Linked DNA regions of Muntiacus reevesi: region 2 is linked to region 1. The links are chromatin contacts, called in public Hi-C maps. All regions are on one chromosome and are shown on one strand. The core of a region is the stretch at or near the end of the contact, and the rest is flanking DNA. Distances in the headings are between cores, read along the strand shown.

Region 1 (7,391 bases), core at 1,864-4,363:
AACAGAATGTGATGTGCTGGTTGCATTAACCAAGTAGGGCTCTTTGTCCTCCTCTCCTTTACGTACACACACAGATGCTAGGATCGGTGTCACTGCTGCTCTAATGATTAATCTTATGTGTCACCTTGACTAGGCCACAGGATCCAAAGACTTGGTACTTCTCTAGGTGTTTCTAGGTGTGTTTCTTAGATGGGATTGATATTTAAACCAGGAGACTTTGAGTAAAACAGTTGCCCTTCATAGTATGGGTGGGCCTTGTCCTATCAGTTGAAGGCCCTAAGAAAAGAACTGACCTCTCTTAAAAGACAGGGAATTATGCCAGCAGATGGCCTTTGCAATTCTCCCTTGGGTCTCCAGCCTGCTAACCTATCTGGCACATTTTGGAGTTGTCAGCCTACATAATCACATAAAACAATCCCTTACAACACATCTTTCTCTCTCTCTCTGTTTATATATAGGTCTATGTAAAAATAGATAGATAGATATAGTTATATAAATCTTGGTATCTATGGCTAATCTGTATGTATCCTACTGGCTTTGTTTTTCTAGAGAACCCTGACTAATGCAACCACTTCAATAGCTAAGAAGACAGAAGAGGAACAAAGGCAACTTGGAAGATGTTGTTACCAGGAAGAAGGGGAGAAGATGCAGAATAAACAATCATGAATGTGCACTACAGATGGGGGCTATTAAAATCAATTTGCTGCCATTTAGTAAGAGAAATTTTGTTGACAAAAATTTTAAAACATTAGGGGATAAGAAACAAAAAGTCTTGGTGGTAAAAGGGTATTGGGGGTTTTCTTCCTCTCAGCTTTTTAAAATAAGTAGACATATGTTTAAATGTTATTCAGAATGAAAAGTTCAACGGCAAGGATTTCTTTAGAGTAAAGCAGCAGGCTTTAACTTACACGGTATGGATTGAGTAAAATCAGGATGGTTGTCCAAAGTGTCTCCCACATCTGGTGGAGTGCCCGAAACTCTATTAATAAAATTGTATTTCTTTGCCCTTGAAGGCCTGTAAAAATGTGTTATTAAAATAAACTATTAAAGATGTCTGAACTGTTTCTTCCAGAACACCAGCATTCATCAGGTGTTCATTCAGTAGGCATTCTTCAAAGAACTCCATAAAGAAGACAAAGAAGGCCGGGGAGCAGTATAGATCACAGTTCCATCTTAGACAATCAGAATGCATATTAGCATATTGAGGGCTCAGAGAACTCTTAGATTAGGAGACCTGTTTAAATTAACCCAGAATTTTCTAAAATCATTTGATCATGTAACACGTCTCTTCCCACAAAGTACCTATTACTATTTCATTAAACTTGATGGTTAGGTGTGTGTGTGGAGTGGGGGAGATTTGAGGGGAGTTAGAAAGAGCAATGACTCAGGAGCAAGAATATTTAAGTTTAATTCCTGGATCTACTATTTACTAATTAAACTGTCAATGTTGTTTAAACTTTTATGGTTACAATTCTTTATAAAGCAAATATAATAATTAGCCACCTCACTGGGCTAAAGTGGCAAATATTAGGTATGGAAGAACCATTTGTGAAATGGTTGTTTCACAACCATTTGTGAAAGTTGTTGACTTATGATTCACTCTCAAGAGATGTTGATTTTGTCAACTGTCTCGCTCTCCTCCGTTCCTTCCTCCCTCCTTTCTTGCCTTTCTTCTTATGATTTTTTTATTTCAATAAACTTCTAATTTCAGAATAGTTTTAAACTTACAGAAAAGTTGCAAAGATAATACAGAGTCTCCATGTGCCAGCCCCTCTACACCCCTCCCCCAACCTCCACCATTCACTTCTTTTTGTGTCTGTTTTGGGTTGGGAACTGTAGGAGCAGGACTGGTCAGCTAGGATCTTCTTCACGGCACTAACAATCTGCTGGGCAGTGAAGCAGGAGGCAGATAAATCCACACCTGTAAGACAGGGCCATGAGTGCAGAGCAGAAAACAAGCAGAGTGAAAGCAGTTAGGAGGAAAGCATTCAGCTCCTAACCTTGAGTTGGGAGCCAGGAAGATCTCCCAGACGAAAATGTCTCGAAAATGTCTTCAGAGAGGGATCCGGATGGATGAGGGATGAGCCAGGCAAAGGGGGAGAAAGGAGAGTGTTCCTAACGGGATACAGCCAAAGGGCACATGGACAACACAGCGCAGGTGCAGAGCTTAGTGGAGGATGCCAGAGGAATACTGACCCTTTCACCGGTTCCCAGCTTACCACCTAATTCAGAATCACGCTCATGAAGGATGTCATTATACAAACCTTCTGTAAAACTGTTGCAAAACTGGCTAACCGGAATGATCAACTTTTCCAAAACAATAGTGACTTCGAGCTGTTAACCAAAGCACTAAAGTATACTTTTTTTTTTTTTACTATAAAGAAAATTGGCCAGGAAATAATGAGTAACAAAGGAGGGGAAGTAATTGTAAGCTTTTAATCATATAGCAGGAGTTGTGTGATTTGTCTTAGGAGTTAGCTTTGTACTCCTCGTGAGAATAAAATATAAAGGGTCCTCCCTCTTCGGAATCCCCACAGCACAACATCTGAACCTCTGCCTTGGAGAACTGCCACTTACAGACACTCGTCCGGGGTTCCTGTGAGCCTCTAACGTCGACACCACGGCACACGGAGCCGAGCCAAGGCTGGGTCTGCTCTGCGAATCCCAGCAGTCAGCCGAGGCTCCTGCTCCGAGCAAGACGTGTGCGCTCCGCACTTCAGTCCTCCCCAGCCTCCCCAGCTGAAACTGCAGAAGAGTTTAGAAAGGTCATGGGGCCCATTCTCAGGATCCTCACCTGAACCCGAGCCTGCCAGTCGATCGCGGAAACGCTCCCAACGGGGAATGCCCGCTTGTGCAACAAACGCTGGCTCTTTCCCCGCTCCCCGTTCAACACCCCGGCCCTCACCCCACCCCCCACTCCAGGCTCCGGGTTGCAGAATCAAAGGCGCCCTCCCCTACCCGGGCGTTCCCCAGCTAAGCTTCCTCCTCCAACCCCCACCCCCTGGCTCCGGGGACGTTTCTTTTGGTCTCTTCAAATGAGCCACCAACAGGTGTTCAGACACGCTGCTGGAGAAAGAGGAAAGCGTCCCGAGAGTAACAGTGCGTGAGCCCCCGAGGCGGGCCCGGGAGGGGCGCACTCTTCCAGGCCGGCTGGAGCGCGGGGTGGGGCCAGTCGGGGCTCACTTCTCACCGGGTGCGTAACTCGCCCTGGTGCCGGTTGGAAAGGCTCCTTCACTTCGGCGATTGCTCCACAGCCATGTCCGGGATCTGGGTTCTCTTGTCACTGGTGAGTCGCCTCTGCTCGGCCACTGGGCTGGCGCGGGACGCGCTGTGGGGGCGGCCGGGGGGGTGCGCGCGTGGGCGGCGGACTTGGCCGGCTACCTCCGCATGACTGCGAGGATTTCTCTTGAGGGCGAGGTCTCAGCAAACCAGGCTACTCGTTTTTCCTGGGGCTGGATGCGAAGCTGCGAGCCCGCGAGGCAGGCGGAACATCCCTGGGAACGCGGTTTGCGGCGCCGAGGGGGCCGGCGCCGGGGGGTTTGGGGGTCGCTGCAGGGAGAGCCCCGTCTGAGGCCGGAAAGGGTCTTTTGGACAAGCCCTTGCAAGTCTCGCTAAGGCTGTGCTGTGAACATACGCGCCCCGGGGCGGCGAGAACTTGCACTCTCGAAATTGATAATAAGTTTTTCCAACACTTCCCAACTTTAGGGAATAAATCAGCCTCGAAGCAGTGGTTACACCAGAGGCTTTGGACCGCACCGATTCTTTCTTGAAAACGTTATCTTGGGGCTGAATGCGCCTTAAAGAGACTTGTTTACCTTTTTACCGCTACACAGAAAAAGAAACTGTTTTGTTTCCCTTCCGGGAATCCCTCTCCTTGAGAGTGTGAGTCACTATCTCAGGTTTGCCCTCCCCCCCCCCCCTTCCGTTTTTTTTTATTTTTATTTTTAAATCTTTCATTGTTTGCTGGACGGGAGGCAACCCTGGCCCCGTCGCTCAGGCGGTGGTACCTGCTGCCACCGCGCACGCGCTGAGCAGCCTGTACTTGGCCTGGAAGCCTAAGCCGCATCCACCTCTTTTGGAGAGTCCCTACCTCAGATATCCTGGCTGGGTGATGGCTGATCGAAGACCCTGGCCTCAAGGGGTTCGTGTGGGTTCCGAACTCTCTGAACACCAGCGGATTCTTATTTGCTGTGCCTCATCGATGTGCCAGGCAGTGTGATAGGAATGTTTATGAGTATGATCTCAGTCATTTCTCGCAGCAGCTGCGCAGTATCTCCATCTTACATATGGCAAAATGGGGTTCAGACAGCTTACGTAAGTCGAGTCCAAACAGTAAGAGGCAGGACTGAATTTAAATCCAATTTAGATCCCATTCCAAAGCCTGGGGGGTGGGGATGGGGGTATCGACCACACCTATGTCCAGAGGACACCAAGAGTTAAAAAAAAAAAGTCGATGTCTGGAACCGTCTTATGGTTGGAAAAAAAATTCTTCCTGGTCCTTTTGGAAGTAATGTACAATATTTGGGCTCCTTTAGAAATTTTCTTTGAGAAAATTTGAGATTCAAAGTTGGGAAACTATTTATACAACCTCAGATCACATTCTTCCTTACCATGAACCACTGCCTTATTGCAGTCTTGGTTGCTTTGACAATCTTGGAACAACAATTCTAACAAGTATAGCAAAATTATCAAAGCCCAGAGCTACACTTTACTTTTATAGTAATACTATAGCGTCTCTACCAGGGGTACCTGTTTAAAGCACCAAGGAAACTGCTTTTCTGAAAGAATGCACACGTATTCATACACACATATGTGCAAATACAGACTTACATTTATTTGTATATGCATATTATAATATCTATGATATATATTAAGCATTCATTTATTATTGTTATATGATATAGAGCCTCAGAAGTGAATGTTTATTGAATAAAATGTGTTAATACAGATGTGTAGAAAGAAAAAAATCAGATATAACTGTATCACCTAGATAGTCCTGTTTACACTTTGTAGTATATCCTCTATTTCCCTTTTCTTGGGTTTAGTTACACAGAATCCTGCCCTGCCCCCATCAGGGGCCCAGCATCATGCCTCTGTTCTTAAAGAAGTTTCCACACTGTTCTGTCACCTTGTGTGTCTCCAGAAAATGCTTGCTTTTATGACTTAGCACTTAGTGGGGCTTACTTACTAGTTGCAAATAAATTAAACCAATTAAACCGAGGCGTGAGTGCTAACTACATGGAACACAGAAACAAATTTAGTTCAGCCATGTCAGTGGACTGCAAGTGGATGGGAGGGAGCGGCCAGGCTTTCTTTTTTCCTCTTTCTTTCTCTAGTCCTCTCATCTCTAGTGTGATCTGTCATCAGCAAATAGCCCATCCTTTACCTCTTTGCTTCTCTTTCCATCTTTCTTCCCTCTTGAAGTTAGTTTTCTCTCTCTTAGTTTCTGGTCGTCTTTCGGATACAGAAGTAAAGGCACAGTTACTTTAGAAATTTGTGTGAGAAATAGCTGTGAGCAATGCTGTTGCTGCTTTTAATAGCACATAGTTCTGATAGCTTTTGTTTTGTACTATTTAGGTCTATGGTTAGGCAATTACTAGATAGCCATTTTCCTGTCCTTTATTTCTTGGAGTTTTCAAAATTATAGGCAAGGGGAAGGAGAGGGCAGCTGAAAAAGAAACCGGTGTATTTAAAGTAATCATATAGGAGAGCTTTGAGAAGAAAATAAAGGACAGTTGTTTAATTTGTAATTTAATAATTTTTCCATAAACCAGGCTAAGAAGCAAGAAATAGGTTGTGGTGTGTTTCTATTTATTGTTGTTTTTAGTAGGTTTTCCTTATCTCAAGGTAGACTTGAAAATTCTTTTGAATAAAATAATATTATGAAATTTAATTTAAAACATTAACAACCAGGAGGTAAAAACACACATTGATAAAAGATGGCAAGATTGGGAGGCAAAAATGAAATTGATATATGAAGATCCTCAGGACCTTCACTGCTAGCTTCAATTAGATGAATGAAAACTCTTTTATTGTCCAGCTCCATAATACAATTACCACCCTTAGTGGCAAAACTAGAGTTTAATTTAGCAAAGCAGTTTTTACTCTTGCATTGAGTTTATAGAAGGAGAAAAGTGAGATAGAGGCAAAGAGGACTCAAGATTTTGATGTTGTCTCTAAGTAAGTTTCTTTGGAACACTAAACAAGTAATTTACTTCTAAATAGTTCCTAAGAGTGGACGTGTCCGCATTTCAAAGGAACCTCTCTGAAGGCTACTAGCACTATACCACAACTGCTAAGGAGTAACCACTTTCTAAGAGATGATCAAAAACCTGAATAAGGAAATCCCCCACTTGAAAACCCCTAATGAGTTAAGTGCCTTTTGGTAAATTATCTTGGGTTCCAAAAGTCCCTTAAATGAGCACATGTTTTGTAATAGGTACTAAAGACTTACTGACTTATGATGAAAAGTAACAATATAAAGGTAATAACATGTATATAGCTTGTTACCAAAAAATTATTTGCAGAATCACTGTAAGTACCTTAATGGACAGTAGTGTATTCTTTTTGCTATGTGCTTGTATCTATTTACAAAAGTGGGAAAACAACATTTAACTACTTAATAAGTTCTTTCATTTCCTGGAAGACCTTTGCTTTGAAATGAAATAGATAAAATGAATAAATAAAAATGAAATAAAGTAGTGTATCTTTTGTTTTGTATGTAATTGGATTCCTAACACTAATTGAGTATCTTCCATTCAGTCTTAATCAGGAACAAATAATTCAAATGTACTTGCCTACTTTTATTTTCTTTGATGTGAGAGTATGAGTAGTAAGACCCAAATTAGAAAGTTGATCACTGTAAGACTGTTAACTTCACCTTCCTCAGAAGGAAACGGGCTGGTTCTCCTCTTTGATCACAGTTCCCTTCTTGATTTGGAATGAGCTTTTGTGCAACTGAGCCATCCCCATCTAGGGACCAGTTAGAAACAGCAGCCATTGCTCTACTGGACAGCTGGCTAGAGACCCACTAAGTGGGGGGGTGATAGTAACTTTTGTATGAAATTATGCATTTTGATTAAGGCTACTCTTAGAAATTAGCAGTCTGACTACAAACTCGTTCGGCGGATGTACTCAGCCCAGCAAAGCAAGCAAACCTGCTAGATGTAGGTATTGTTAAGCTGTGAACTGGGATGAACTTGGGAAATTAGAATAAACTTTTTTTGGAGTCATTAATGTCAGGCTGTCCTATAGTCGAGTGATGCTGCATTGTAGATTTAGTCTCCTCTGTGTTCTGGGACACCATAAAAATGTAACCTGTGAGAATTGTCAATATTTTTGATTTCTGAGATCAGAGATCTTGGGAAAAAGAGAGAGAGATAGAAAGAGAG
Region 2 (7,391 bases), core at 2,190-4,689, 370 kb after region 1:
CATGTTAATGACTAACAGAACCTCAATCATTCATTGTCCTTATTTAGAATTCCCCGAGTGCCCAGGGAATGTCTCTTATGTACCCTAAATCAGGCCAAACACTACTATTACAGGTGCCCCAGTCTAGGTCTACACACCACCAGAGGATCCACCTACTTGGGGACCATCCTGGCCTCCAATGTATCCATTCTCCTGAGGCTGCTAGAACTGGAACTGCACAGGAACTAAGAGCCTCCACCCCACAGCATGCCCAGCTTGAACTTCCCACCCTCAGTCTGTATCCATAGCTCTGCATCTTGTCTCAGTCAGACCCAGCCACCTCTACTTTGGAGCCGGTGCTTAAGGGAGTAAGCCTTCTCTGACACTGTCCTGGATATCAACTCTTTCACCTGGGCCACCTCCTGGACTCCAGTAACACCCTCGACTTTCTGTGATCTGATTTCAACTTTTCCTCTCCTATCTAAAGTCCATCTTCTATCTCTTGCAGCCTAGGCTGTGAAGACTAATTCAAATAAAGTAGGTATATACAAGAGGGCGTTACATGATTCTCAATTGTGGGGAAGAGAGAAGAGGAGGCTTTTGCCCCTGAAGGAAAAAAAAAAAAAAAAAAGTTGGGTTTGGCAATCTCTGCAGTTAAGTTCGTTTGTCATAACTACAGGGTGCTACTGACATCTAGAGGATAGATGCAAGATTGCTGCTTAAACATCCTTAAATGCACTACACAGCTTCCCACAACCCAAATGTCAATAGCACCAAGGTTGAGAAACTCCAGCTTAGATCTGTACCTTGGAAGAGTTATTAAGTTTTCAGTTTCCCAAGCAGATTTTCTATTAGTTGCCATTTTTCATGTTCCATTTCTCTTTTTTCCCCCGTTGCTGTGTTTTACAGGTTGATAAGAATAAATTCAAAAGACAATACACTACTAATTTTCCCAAGAATTCACCCAATCCAAGTTATGAAAAAAATACTGATATTCAAGTTCCATCTAATAAATTCAGGATATTCAACACCTACTCAACAGCTGGGTCTTTGCTTCTCCTCAATCCTGAAAATGCTTATTCCTTTAAAATTTTTACAGATTAGTTTTAGTCTTTCTGAATCTGAAATCCTAAACAATATAAGGATAATCAGGAATTTTTTCCCCTTTTGACTTTCATCATTTACTGTTTAGTTGCTGTTCATTCAAAACTTGATAACCCAAAGACTCTCTCTTGACCCAGCTACAGCTAAAAGAAAGGAAAGAAGTAGGAATAAGGAAGAAAAAACATAATCAACACACTGGAAATTTTTTCAAACAGAGTTCTATTAAATATTCTAAATCTTCAGGAAGGAGGAAATTCTGGGCATATCTTTGTACCTCCAAATAAGCCATTCAGTACTTTTTCTAAAATGTGGTTTCCCACTTAAAGGTTACCATAGCCTACAGACCCACCACATCCACATTACCTCCCCAACCTCATTTCTTAGGACTTCTTCCCTGCCTTCTCCATTCCAACACACCATCTGTGCATGCCAAGTATGCTTCCATCTCTAGGCCTTTGCAGTTACTGTTCCCCCAGGCTGGAAGGCTTTTTCCTGACCCCATATCCACAGTGCTCACTTCTTCCCCCACCCCAAACCATTTCTCCCCAATATATTTATAACAGCAAAACACCAACCCTCTCTCTGCTTTTTCTCCATAGCACAATCTGACATAAAATATTATATTTGTTCTTTACCTTCACCTCTCACACTAGAAATTAACTCCAAACAAGTGTAACAAAATCACAAATGCACAACTAACTACAGTTCTGGACCTACACTGTTAGTTAGCCATGCTTAACTTAATTCTGAGGGAGCAAGAATTGGTTTTAGGTATAAGTCCCCTTTTCTTGCAAAGCCAAAGTCAGCATTATTTAAACTAATGGACACACAGAAAAAACTGTACATTGTTGTCCATTCATTTGAAAAACAAAGTGACTAGCATGGCATTTTGCCAAGGCATAAAAGTGATAAACTTGTGCCTTTAAACTCTGTGATGATGAATACTTATTCTCAAAGTTTGAGAATTATCTCCACCCTGTGCATAATCAGGAACAAAATGCAGAAGACAGTGTGTGGGGGGAGGAGGGGGGAGGGCTTGTCCCTTGTCTATTTTATTTCTTGCTATATTGACAGGGCCTTGGACAATGTCTAGCTCTTAGCAGTTGTTTAGTAAACATGTTGAAAGAACAAATGACTGAATTTGAAGGGGGCAGTGTATGGGCGTTCGATATTTTCTGCTTAGGTTCCAAACCACCCCATCTTTGCATGTGTGTGTGTTAGTGGCTCAGTCATAGCCAACTCTTGGTGACCCCATGGACTATAGCCCTCCAGGCTCCTCTGTCCATGGGGATTCTCCAGGCAAAAATACTGGAGTGAGTTGCCATTCCCTTCGCCTGGGAATCCTCCCTACCCAGGAATCGAACCCAGGTCTCCTGTATTGAAGGCAGATTCTTTACCATCTAAGCTACCAGGGGAAGCCAACCCCGTCACAAAGATGGGACCTATAATAATAGGATTATTATTATATTATTATGGGACCTTATTATAGAAAGCGCAGTTGTCAAGGGCACGGAAGGGAAGGGAATTTTCATAGAATTGTGAGTGGGGTGTAAAACCCTCTTTGCAAAGCGAACCTGGAATAGCTACCAAATTTTGAATATATATACGTTTTGGCCCCCAAATTTCTCTAGGTTTACCCAGTGAAAATCACGGCACAAGTGCATGGCATTGCACCTGTGTTTGTTGACTCAAGACTTGAGTTTTACATGTAAATTATCCCATGTGAAAGGAATCGCCAGTCCAGTTTCGATGCATGAGACAGGGTGCTCAGGGCTGGTGCACTGGGAAGACCCAGAGGGATGGGATGGGGAGGGATGTGGGAGGGGGGTTCAGGATGGGGAACACATGTACACCCATGGAGGATTCAAGTCAATATATGGCAAACCAATACAATATTGTAAAGTAAAATAATAATTTCATTAAAAAAAAAAAAGACTTGAGTTTTAGCCTAGGATTCACAAAGCTATAAAGAGCGTCGGTGCCACCCAACAAAAATAACGCTGAAATATCTCCAGTCATCTTAGCTAAGGGAAAAAAAAAAGAAAAAAATCCAACAAATAATCACCACCCCGCAAAGAGCTAAGGCACGTGGACTTAAAAAGGCAGCTGAGCAGCCAAGACCAAAGTCTCAAGGCCCAGCTGCAAATTCCACCCGGAACGTCCCCGCGCTGCGCAAACCTCTTACAGCGGTTCCTCAGTCCGGCCGGGAGGGCGCCCCCACTCAGCTCTTCCAGAAGTTTCTGTTTCCCGGAGCTGGACTCCGCCTAGTCGGGGATCAGATTCACTTTCTCGTTGGCCTTTCCCGCTCCTGTCCGCCCTTTAACAAAGACGTCCGCCCTCGCGCGCGGACCTAGCGCTGCGGTCACCTCGCCCGCGCGCCCACGCACACGCACGCGCGCCGCCGCTCAGCCGCAAAGGAGCGGAGGGCTGAGGAGAAAGCCCGAAGGGACCTGCACCTCCCGGAACTGCAGCAGAGCCCAGCCACCATGAGGTAAGGGCTCCTCCCGGCCTCTCCTCCCCAATTCCCTGTGGCCTTTGTTTTACACGCCTTTGTCTTGTGTTCCGTTTGTAGGGCAGCGCTACGGCCCTTGAAAGGGCCGAGCCCCAGAGGCCGGCCGCCGGGCGTCGGCGTTGGGGACGCCCCCCTCCTGGGAGCCCGGTCAGGGTCCGGGGCGGCTGAAGGTGGGCCTGCCGGGGAGGGTGGCCGAGTGGACCCTTCCGGCAAGTCCCAGGCATCCGCAGTCGGACTCTCGGGCCGAGTCGGGGGACGGAGGAGGGGGGGAAGGGCGACGCGCCCCGGGGACTTGTCACTTCCCTGCTGCTCCGGTCGCCGCCGCCCCCGGGCCGGTGCGGGAGCTTCTGCGGTACAGGTCCCCGCAGGCCGCAGCCCCCGCGTCACACTCTTCCGCTTCTGCCATTTTGCCTTTTTGATACTTGGCTCTGACTTCTCCCCCTCCTTTGTAGCGTGGACAGATTGTTCCGGCTCCACCCCATCCCCGTTTTGTGGAGCTTGCTTTCTCCATTTCCAAGACTGGCCTGTGGTGGGGGTCCTTGGCTGACCCCTTTTCATCTAGTCCCCTGCTTCGGACGTGGATGGTGAGCGGTCTGCATTTAGGAAGCTGAGGCCTGAGGAGGTTCAGATAGTGGGCTCCTGCAGGCCTTACAGTCTTTTGTTCTAAATCCTGACTCGGACCACCTACTAGTTGGGTGACCCAAAGCAAAGTTTCTTCAACTCGGTGAAGCTGTTTCTTGTCTGTAAAAAGTAATGGCATCCATCTCTTAGGACTGTCGAAACGGTTGTTGCTTAATGACCAGCTCATGTATTTGCAGATGGTGACTTTTGTTATGTTTTAAAATGTTTAATAAATGCCTTACTTCTACCCTTTGTAGGAAAGGAGGGACGTGGGAGGTATAGAGAGGAAAAGGCGGGTGGTGCCCTGCGAGTGTCTGGTGGATGGGATGAAGAGGGGTGAACCCCACTGGGCACTGTCTACCAAGGAAAATGAAAGACTGTTCCTTCCTGGCAAAAAAACAAACACAATAAAACAACTCCCCACCACACACACAAAATTGCCTAAAGATAAATGTTGCCTCTTCAGACACAATAGCCTCTCTCTGCCAGCTTCCCAGAGACAAAGTTAAAAAAGTAAGTAGAGTTGAAAAAGTAAAATTTGTCATAGTGCCGGGTTGTGCATAAATCCCATAGAGTGTAGGCAAGGCACTTACATGGCTGACTGAATGTCCCCTGGAGATCTCACAGCCACGTGACAATCCCTGGGCAGCCCTCCCTCTTCATGCGCCTTGGGCAGAGGCAGATGTTCATTTCACTCTGTGGATGGGCAGAAGCTGGTAAGCCCATATTGTGGGTCTGAGCAGGCTGTTAAGGGCGTGGCATGTCTTGCCTATGATTTTGGTGCGTTTACACCAGAGAAAGGAACAACTACCAAGGGATAGATACCGTGTTTCCCAGTCAGGACCTTAGGACGTTAGTCCAGAACCTAGTTTCAAAATCTAAACAGAGAGCCAGACAGTATGCCAGGATGGAAAAACAAATAGGATAGGGAAGACTGAAGTGGCAGAAAGTTTGGAACCAGTAGCAGGATGGAAAGAACTAGCAGGAATTCCCTCATCTGAAATTCAGGTGCCTTTTTTTCAGGATGGAAAAACAAATAGGATAGGGAAGACTGAAGTGGCAGAAAGTTTGGAACCAGTAGCAGGATGGAAAGAACTAGCAGGAATTCCCTCATCTGAAATTCAGGTGCCTTTTTTTTTTTTAATTCTAGGCTCATGCCTCTGGGTTGAAAATGCCAGAAGCTATCAGTATATAATTGCATTCATTCATTCACTCTGCAAGTATTTATTACTGAGCTCTGAAATCATAGATTCTGGGGACACATGGGTGAAAAAAATCAAACCAGAATAAAGTCCCTATTCTCATTTAAATGGGGGAAATAGACAACCAAAAATAAATGGGTGAATAATCAACATAAATAACCAAAAATGAATGAGTAAATAACATAATTCAGAAGGTGGTAAGAGCTATAAGGAAAATAAAATAGTGTAGTGGGCTAAGAGAGTGACCAGGAATGGAGGGGGTTATTTTAGATATTTTTGCCACAGATGGCCACTTGGATAGGGGATTTTTGAGCCAAGTTAAAGGAAGGAGCTAATCATACAAGGATTTGGAAGCAGAGCTTCTCAAGTAGAGTAAAAACAAGTGTGAAAGTCTTTGAACTTAATATGTTCAAGATAGGAAGAAGGTTAGTATGTCTAAAACATGATAATGAGGAGGAAGGAGGAGAGAAGGTTGGATGGGTACACAGGTCCAGCATCTTTAGGGACTTGTAAGACGTGGCAAAGGCTAGATTAAGGGTGTTTCAAAGCTATTGGGAGATTTTGAACCAAAAGACTGACATAACCTGGTTTACATTTTCAGTAGTTTACTAATATTATATGGGGACTAAGAGTGGAAACAGGGAGACCGGATTGTTACCCCTGTTCAAAGGAAAGGTAATAGTCTTTTAGACTAGAAAAATTGCAGTGGAAATGGGGGGGGGGTAGTGGATGGATTTGATATATTTGGGTGGTAAAATTAACAGAATTTCCCATTGGATTAAATGAGGGATTGAGAGAAGAGGAATCAAGAAATTCAGTTCAGTTCAGTCGTTCAGTCATGTCCAACTCTGCGACCCTATGAATTGCAGAATGCCAGGCCTCCCTGTCCATCACCAACTCCCGGAATTTACTCAAACTCATGCCCATCGAGTCGGTGATGCCATCCAGCCATCTCATCCTCTGTCGTCTTCTTCTCCTCCTGCCCCCAATCCCTCCCAGCATCAGGGTCTTTTCCAATGAGTCAACTCTTCGCATGAGGTGGCCAAAGTACTGGAGTTTCAGCTTCAGCATCAGTCCTTCCAATGAACACCCAGGACTGATCTCCTTTAGGAAGGACTGGTTGGATCTCCTTGCAGTCCAAGGGACTCTCAAGAGTCTTCTCCAACACCACAGTTCAAAAGCATCAATTTTTCGGCACTCAGCTTTCTTCACAGTCCAGCTCTCACATCCATACATGACCACTGGAAAAGCCATAGCCTTGACTAGACGGACCTTTGTTGGCAAAGTAATGCCTCAGCTTTTTAATATGCTGTCTAGGTTGGTCATAACTTTCCTTCCAAGGAATAAGCGTCTTTTAATTTCATGGCTGTAATCACCGTCTGCAGTGATTTTGGAGCCTAAAAAAATAAAGGCTGACACTGTTTCCCCATCTATTTGCCATGAAGTGATGGGACCAGATGCCATGATCTTAGTTTTCTGAATGTTGAGCTTTAAGCCAATTTTTTTTACTCTCCTCTTTCATTTTCATTAAGAAGCTCTTTAGTTCTTCTTCACTTTTTCCCATAAGGGTGGTGTTATCTGCATATCTGAGGTTATTGATATTTCTCCTGGAAATCTTGATTCCAGCTTGTGCTTCATCCAGCCCAACATTTCACATGATGTACTCTGCGTATAAGTTAAATCAGCAGGGTGACAATTTACAGCCTTGACATACTCCTTTTCCTATTTGGAACCAGTCTGTTGTTCCATGTCCAGTTCTAACTGTTGCTTCCTGACCTGCACACAGGTTTCTCAAGAGGCTGGTCAGGTGGTCTGGTATTCCCATCTCTTTCAGAATTTTCCACAGTTTGTTGTGATCCACACAGTCAAAGGCTTTGGCATAGTCAATAAAGCAGAAATAGATGTTTTTCTGAAACTGTCTTGCTTTTTGATGATCCAGCGGATGTTGGCAATTTGATGTCTGGTTCCTCTGC

The links. Hi-C and Micro-C count contacts between places; a contact is called where the count stands out from the background.
Region 2: a contact with region 1 is called in a Hi-C map of muscle, with 5 times the contacts expected there. The contact joins the promoter of IFIT5 here to the promoter of FAS in region 1. A contact is called at or near these places in 2 of 3 Hi-C or Micro-C datasets (blood and muscle).

The regions. Positions count from the first base shown.
Region 1 is chr2:133,509,243-133,516,633 of mMunRee1.1, forward strand. It overlaps FAS (Fas cell surface death receptor), which reads left to right and starts at 3,114. Exons shown (of 8, transcript XM_065922862.1): 1 at 3,114-3,286. The coding sequence starts at 3,257. LOC136159961 (a long non-coding RNA gene) reads right to left here and starts at 2,941. Exons shown (of 6, transcript XR_010661544.1): 1 at 2,795-2,941.
Region 2 is chr2:133,882,740-133,890,130 of mMunRee1.1, forward strand. It overlaps IFIT5 (interferon induced protein with tetratricopeptide repeats 5), which reads left to right and starts at 3,440. Exons shown (of 2, transcript XM_065922876.1): 1 at 3,440-3,574. The coding sequence starts at 3,570. LIPA (lipase A, lysosomal acid type) reads right to left here and starts at 3,399. Exons shown (of 11, transcript XM_065922885.1): 1 at 3,269-3,399.